Linked DNA regions of Urocitellus parryii: region 1 is linked to region 2. The links are chromatin contacts, called in public Hi-C maps. All regions are on one chromosome and are shown on one strand. The core of a region is the stretch at or near the end of the contact, and the rest is flanking DNA. Distances in the headings are between cores, read along the strand shown. Region 1 holds the start of Bpnt2 (3'(2'), 5'-bisphosphate nucleotidase 2). Region 2 holds the start of Ubxn2b (UBX domain protein 2B).

Evidence for each region. A called contact is a pair of places that touch in the nucleus more often than the background predicts.
Region 1: a contact with region 2 is called in a Hi-C map of liver, with 6 times the contacts expected there. The contact joins the promoter of Bpnt2 here to the promoter of Ubxn2b in region 2. A contact is called at or near these places in 2 of 2 Hi-C or Micro-C datasets (liver and muscle).

The regions. Positions count from the first base shown.
Region 1 is chr7:72,435,598-72,439,515 of mUroPar1.hap1, reverse strand. It overlaps Bpnt2 (3'(2'), 5'-bisphosphate nucleotidase 2), which reads right to left and starts at 1,627. Exons shown (of 5, transcript XM_026408485.2): 1 at 985-1,627. The coding sequence starts at 1,371.
Region 2 is chr7:71,454,218-71,458,214 of mUroPar1.hap1, reverse strand. It overlaps Ubxn2b (UBX domain protein 2B), which reads left to right and starts at 1,505. Exons shown (of 8, transcript XM_026408502.2): 1 at 1,505-1,592. The coding sequence starts at 1,509.

The DNA.
Region 1 (3,918 bases), core at 378-2,877, 980 kb before region 2:
TTTTTTTCTTCCTAGTAATCAAAGTCAACTGTTAAATGAGACATACATTTAAAAGATATTGCTACACTACATTCAGTTCTTCTGGAATTACAATAAATTCAAAAAAGTTTTACAGTATATTCAACTCAACAGCTCCACTGAACTGATGAATTCCAAAAGTATTAATCACAAATCCAGAATGTCTGGATTTCCTGAAGAAAATGTCAACTCCTTCAGAAACCTACCTGAAGACAAGGTAAATGCTATTCAATTCTAAATTTTCTGGCATAATTAGAGATCTTTAATCAAGTGTAGGTAGGATAGAGAGCTACAGAGCTAAAATGAAGTTGCCTGGAAGCCTATTTCAAAATACTTCCTTGAAGGGCCTCTAAATTACTAGCCATTAAGAGATCCTGGGGTGTGGGGGGGGGAAGCTACGTAATTTAGGAGCATGCCCTGCCCCTTCATGCCCTGCGGAACTAACAGCTCTGCAGCAGACTTTTATAGTTTTTGAATTTTAGTTGGCTACTGGCCTGAAGGCCAGAAAACGTGTAATCTACAGCCATGACCCTTCCAATAATGAAATCAAGTGTGAATAGGGGTTTGAGGGATTCTAGTCCAATTCTTTTATGTTACAGAAGAGCTTGAAGCATCGTTGTTATTTACCTTCTCAGCCTTTTTGTATCAGAGCCTTCTCAGAACCCAAGTCTCCTGATCCCTGGTACACTTCACTACACAATCCAGGGAAGGACCAGAGGGCATGGGTTCTGAGTTAAACTACCTGGAACCTTTCCCAGCTCTTCCAAGAACTGTTTGCATGACCTTGTGCATCTTAACTTCTGCCTCTCAATTTTCCCATCTGCAAAATGGAAATCAGGGGCTCCCACGACCTGGGACTGTTGGGAGTCCACAGGCTGCAAAACGTTTCCAGGATCCCAGGCTCCCTGGCCAGGTGGCCCCGCCGCCCATGGGCTCCCACCGAGCCCAGCGCTCCAGGTAACGGACCTGCACGCTGGGGAAGGCAGTCTTGAGCAAGTAGAACATCTTGCGGTTGGAGAGCACGTCGCCGCTGGTCATCTTGTCCTCTGCTCCCTCGCGTGTCTTCCCCTTGGACTTCTCATGGAGGACGTTGCTCTCACGGACGCGCCTCACCTCGTCGCCGCCGCGGACTGCCGCCAGCACGGACACTGCCAGCATTTCGCGCAAGTCCACCGTGCCCGCATCGGCCACGGCTACGGGCCCCGCCGCGCCGCCGCCCAGCTCGCCACCGAGGCCAAAGAGGCTGAAGCGGCCGGCCAGGAAGCCGGAATAGAGGTGGTAGAGCACGCCGAGCCCCAGCAGGCAGAACACTGCCACCCCCAGCGGGGACAGGCGGATGCCCATGGGGGCCATGGCGCGGGAGGCCGGGCGCTTGGGGTGTCGGCCTTTACAGGCCTCCCCGCTCCCGACGCCGTCGTGCTCCGGGCCAAGGGCCGCTCGGGCTACACCGGCGCCCGCTCCCCGGCGCCCGCGCGCCCCATGGCTCCCTTCCCCGAAAGGCTGAGCCGCGCCGTGAAGATCACGGTGTCCGCCCCACGCGTCCCACTTTCCCGGAACCTCTACCGGCCCACAGGTCGGACTTCCACGTTCGCCAGCCGCCGATAGGTGAAAGGGGAGCGTGGGTGTGTATCCGGGTTACGCGGGGGGCGGGGCGGGGGCGAGGGGCGGGGCGAGGAAGGCCCTTCCCTCCAGGCAGGGGGTCTGCTCTCGCGCCAAAAGGCTCTAGAATGGGCCTCCTTTATGGCTCTGGTGGTGTTTGGGTTTTCGAAAAACTCCAGGAGGCGGAAAGCTGCTTTCTATGCAGGAAAGGGTGCTGAGAACCGAAAGGATGTTTAAGTGAAATCTCTCTTTGTGCCACTAACTTTGGCCGCAGTAAAGCCACACTGACATGTAATCTTCCCATCGCTGCCGGGTTTTTGAGGAAGGGAGGAAAAAACGACAAGCCATTTCAAAACAGACCTTTGTGAGCCTTTTTGGCCGGTGCGTGTGGACACAGTCTGTAGCTTGAAATAGAATCTGCAAGGATCTTCCAGGGACTGGGCGGGCGGTGGGGGAGGAATTTTACTTGGCCCTTTATTCTGCAGGCCTCCTTGTGATCTGAACTTTCTGTATGTAAAGTGTAGAGTTTTCCTTTGCCATTACCAGCCAGAATAAATCATTCTTTAAGAAGCTGAAAAATATACCTCGATCTGGGGCTTTCAGAATGAAGGAATACACAAGAGGTTTCTCTGGCTTTCAAGTATACTTCAGCTCTGCAGCCTTCCCAGAGATTGGTAACAGAGAGCAATTGATTGACAAGGTGCACTTGATTTAAAGATTGTTAGAAGATGTCAGTGGATCTAGGATACATAATCTTTGAGTCAATGAAGATCCTCCAGGTGTACTATAGAGACAAATTTAACAGAAATAACTGCCTCTACCAAGCTATTATTCTTGGCAATAAAAATAGTGGACACTTATTAAATTTTAGTGTTAGAATAAATATTAGTAAGTTTATATTTAATCTTTAATGTGCATAGTAAATGTACAGTATCCCTCTTAAATGATAGAATATTTTTATTAAATCAACTTAAAATGCAGCCCATTTTACTGTTCATAGTAAAAGGCATTGGTTTTAATATTACACACCTTAAAAACTACTAGTATACAGACCTTCTGACACATCCATTGCTAAGCAAGTATTGTAGAACCTGACCTGTACTGCTTCCTTAGAGGTCAGGGCTTCTCTAGAATTTGCATATGGTTATACAGATACAATAGACACTGATTATTAATTGCTTGATTTTCCTGCCATCTATCTGTAACTAATTTAAAAATGAGCACAGCACAAAGTCCAAATATGAATCAATGAAAGGGACCCACCGCACAATTAAACAAAATTGCTTTCCAAAGAAATCTGAAAGTGAAGACCACAGAGTAATTATGGATACCCATTCCAGGGATGAAGATAAAGATCAAAGTTGAGATATAAATGATTGAGTTCAGCAGAACCACCTCAAAACTACACTATGAGATCAACAAAACAAGTTGAGTTGAGTAGTGGTCATGGGAGTACTAAAAGTATCACTGGGAAATCTGACCAAGGATTGTCTAAACAATGTTTTCCAAAGACATTGGAAAAGAACTTAAGGCAACATTCACTGCAGCATTATGCTTAATATCATAATCTCCCTCAGACAAGTTTGGGCACATTTTCTGCTGCAGGAAAGTTGTCCAACACTTGAGAGAAAAAGTGCTAAAGCATATATATATATATATATATATATATATATATATATATATATATATATTAAAGTGCTATTAAAGATCATAGCTCTAAGAGGTACTGTAGTTCTCTGGTGATAATTGATAATAAGCAATAAATATTGGGGATCTAACATTTAATTATTAAGAGAAACTATAACAAGAATAAAGTGTTTAACTAATTACATTTAGATTTTTATTTATTCATTTTTTGTGGTGCTAGAGATCAAACTGAGGGCTTTCAGCCTTGAACATGCTAGGCAAGATTCCACCAGTGAGCTACAACCCAAGCCCAGATACTGTTTTATAATCCTCATAGGAGCTGGATACAATAGCGTAGGTCTGTAATCCCTGCTACATGGGAGACTGAGGCAGGAGGATCATAAGTTTGAGATCAGCCTGGGCAACTTATCAAGACCCTGTCTCAAAAAAAAGTAAAAGAGCTGAGGCTGTAACTCAGGGTAATACTCCAACTTCCTGGTCTAATCCCCAGTAAATTAAAAAAAAAATCTTCACAGGAATTTGATTGAACAACATATACTCTTTTAGAATGAGAAGTGTGAAAAATTAAATTAATATGTTTGTGATCTTGAGACAAACTGTTTTTATTTTAAAGAAATTTTTTCTTGTGTGTTGAGGAAGATGAATATTACCAAA
Region 2 (3,997 bases), core at 256-2,755:
TAAATAATGATAGTTCAAATATCTATGTCTTGGTACTTACCCTTGCCTTTACCTGTGGTCCTTTCTGGTCCAAGTTCTACTGGAAGTACTTCCCCCTCAAGACTCAGCTGAAATGGCTCTGATCAATTCTTGTTAAAGACAGAGCTAGGGATATTTATAGTGCAAAATTTTGCATTAAAAAGAGTATCAGAACAACAAATGCAAGGTTTAGAATCTGGTATTCCATTTAGTAGAGAGTGAATTTAGTCATTACATATGTTTTCTTTGGTATAACATAGTAATTGCTAACTTTACAGAGAGATAGATGAGATTGCATATAGAATACATTCTGGGGCAGAAAAAAAATTCTCTAGCTGGGCCTATGAATTAAACTGATATAAAACAGCTTAACAGGAGAAAAATGTGCAAATTTTAAATAAAATTTTACATGTACATGGGTGTCTACCAAAGAAAATGAAGGAAGATGAAGACCTGAATAAGCATCTGGGTTTATATACTAGACTGAACAAAGAGTGGAAGTTTTGGAAAAGGAACTAGGAAGGTGTGGGTTAGTTTTATATGGTCTGTTTGTACAGACTTCTCTGGGCCTGGACTCCTTGTCTCTAGTGGTTAAGACTTCTTTCCAGGGAAGGCATCTTTCACAAGAGGATTGTTTCTTCCTTTCAGAAAGAGAAAGGAAGGTCAGACTGATCTTCTTGCACCTGCTGTTGTGCCTTTGACTAAAAATAATTAACACGCCAAAGCAGCATATTTGGCGGATATATTTTCTGAGCTCCAACATTTGCATAGTGCGCACAGTAGACACCAACAGAATATTCCCCCCTTCAAACCCACCCCAAGTTCCTCCTATAACACTTTCTCAAAACTCTACCAAAAATTACATGTTATTGTCTGTTTACATCTTTCTTTTGCCCATTAGATTGTGAGATTCACAATGACTGGGACTATTTCTTTTTGCTTTCATATCGCAAATGCATAAAAGTACTCGGGATATGACAGATGTTTAAATAAATCCCAGTTGAATAAAGAAGGATTAACAGTCTCCAGTTGGATTGTAAATTTTCAGGGTGCTCTTTGCGCCCAATGCCAATCCACGCTGTGAAGGCCATGTGCTGTTCAGTCCTTGACAGGGAGGAGAGAATCTGACTACCACTAGGCAGGTGAGGTCGAATGTTCACCTGATCAAACATCCAGAGGACGTTTTCCTTGCTGAATTAAGGAATCGGCAAGTCATCGCTGCTCTTTAGGGCAGTCTACAGCGCCTTCAAGCGTTTAGCAGCGTGAACTCCAGACTGAAGCCGAAAAATATTAAGGAAAGTAGACTGACAGGCGAGAAAGTGCGGGCCAGACGCAAGCGCTCGGGAACTACGTAGCAAGCGCGCTCCGTGGCGTTCCGCCCGGTCCCCCGGAGTTCACGGCGCGGCTCCGCCCCTTCTCGCAGTTGCTAAGCAACTACCCCGGAAGTCACAGGAAGCGCGTCCGCGGCGGGCGCCGGGAGCCGGCGGAAAATGGCGGAGGGTGGTGTTCCAGAGCCGGAGGAGCAGGAGCGGAGGTCTTCTAAGCCAGGGCCCCCGAGCGCGCGGGACTTACAGGTGCGCGAGTTGCTGAAGCCAAGGGTGCTGCCGCGGGCGGGGCCGGGCCGGTGACAGCGCGAGCGGGCGTGAGTCAGAGGCCGCTTTAGACCGGCTGAGCCCTTTCCCGACTCTCTCTAGGGATGGAATTGAGACTCCTGCTTGGGGGTTACTCCAGGGAAGTGCATTGCACCGTGGTGGATTTGGAAACAGGTGCCCAAGTCTCTCCCGGGCGCACCTCGTCCCCCTTTAGTTTGCAATGGCATTTTGCGGCAACGGGCGAGCTTCCTTCCTGAGACTTGGGAGAAGGAATTAGTATGGATGGTAATAAATCCGCAGACACTTAGAAAGTAATAATGGGTGCTGGCTTTTTCTTGTCTTGGTTGCCCTTTCTAACTTTATGACTTAAATGTAAAAGTGGTTCCTTTCCATCAAGTACCTTTTTTGGAAGGGGGGAGGGTGAACTAAAGCAATTCATCCTACAGACGTGTATAAGGTGATTGTGAAGAGTGGTCTCTAAAACAGTGCACTTAGAAATGGGGGAAGGAAATAAAAATTTTGTATTGTTATAGGATACTGACTTGGTTGGCTAAATACCAGTGCACCAAATCTTATTGTTTATCAGAGTCTAGCACCACTTGGCTAATGCTTGTCTTTTTTCTGCCCTCTTATAAAATCATTGATAAAACTCAACAAATAATTCTAAGGAGCTATCATTAAAAATAAATGCTATTGAATCCACAACCGTTGACATAACGTTGTATTTATAGCCACATTTTGATTCTACTTCTTTGAACAAACATACTGACCACCTGCCATGTAACTTACTGCTAAGCTTTGGGAAATGCAGAGATAAATAGGACATCTAACCCATAGTCTGTGCTGGAATACTGTGGAAAGTTATTAAATGAAATTGTAGGAGGCTGCCAATTTAAGGAGGGCATCTAGATTGGGCCCAACAGACCAAAACATACAGAACTTAACTATAACTCAGCTTTGATTGGTTACATGTGGCCCTGTACCCACTTAAGTAGTTAAGCTGTTAATGGTTGATTGACCAAGCAGTAGCTAATTAAGTTTTCTGTGCCTCCCTTCCATTTTTCTATAAATGTTATAGGATCACATTGTTGCTTGGAGTTTTCCTAACCTGCTTTGGTTTTGGGAATCTCCCCTTCATAAGTTGTTTTGCTTGGCTTTATTTTACTAATAAGTAAATTCTACTAAATCAAGTTGGTCTGAGGAATATCCCTTTTTAAACAGTACAGAAGTATAAAAGGCATTTCTACCTTTTGGAAACCTTCATACTTTTTTGGAGAAATAGGATAACATTTAATGATGTATCATTGAGGACTGAAAGAAGTAGTTCATAAGGTAGAGAATTTGGAGAATGAAAAGATCATTTTAATGTTAGATGAACTCAATGATAGTTCCAGTGCCTGTAGTTTTTTCAGTAGTAAATAAAAGCAAGGAACAGACAGCTTCTATTTACCTCATCTTTTCTAATATAGAACTAAGGGCAGTGTGGGGTGTTGAGAAAATGAATTAGTGGCTAGATCAACTTTGGTTTGCATTTTAGTCGTGCTACTTCACAGTTGTGTGAATTTAGGAGAAATGTCTTAACTTCTGTCAGCCTCATTGTCATCATTTGTAAATGGAAGGTGTGATAGTGATGGTGGGGGTATGGGGATTAAGTAATGCCTATGGAGGAACTCCACAAATCCCTATATTATCCTTGGGCTCAGCCCTTTTACTATGTAGTCACTGTTTAGTACCATTAAAGTTAAAATAACCTCAGACCCTTTTCTAATTTAATTGAGCACTTGCTATTTGGCAGATTGCTTGCATACTTAATCCAGTGGATTATTAATGATTTGGGATGTTCTGATAGATGTTAATTTCGAGAATATCTTCATTCCCCCCCTAAATTGGAAGATTCTTTTTTCATCTCCTATCTGCTTTATGGTAGGTTGGTCAGTAGGAATGTAATTAATTTATGAATGTGATTTGGTATATCAAATACTGTATTTATTGATAATGTTTCCCTTAGAATCCAATTAGAATATAAAAAGACTTGTAAGAAATTTTAAAATAACGTAAATGATGATTATATCAAGAAATAAAGTATATTAACAAAGGTTAAAATAATTGGATAATGTTCTTCCCAACTGGTTTCATGGACATTGATTACTTATGGATTATCTTGTTTAATCTAGACCTGTTTAAGTGGCTACCCAGTTAAGTGCAGTTTTCAGTAGATTCTTCTTACTTCCCTCTTTATAGCTCCCCTATATAGGAAGGGGAAATTCCTGGGACTGGTTACCTTGGCAACAGGTTGGAGCAGGGGCAAGTTCTTGATAAGATCCCTCAGGGGACAGTCTCCAACTTCCCAGACTCACTCAAAATTGGCCTCCTAGATCCAACCTGAC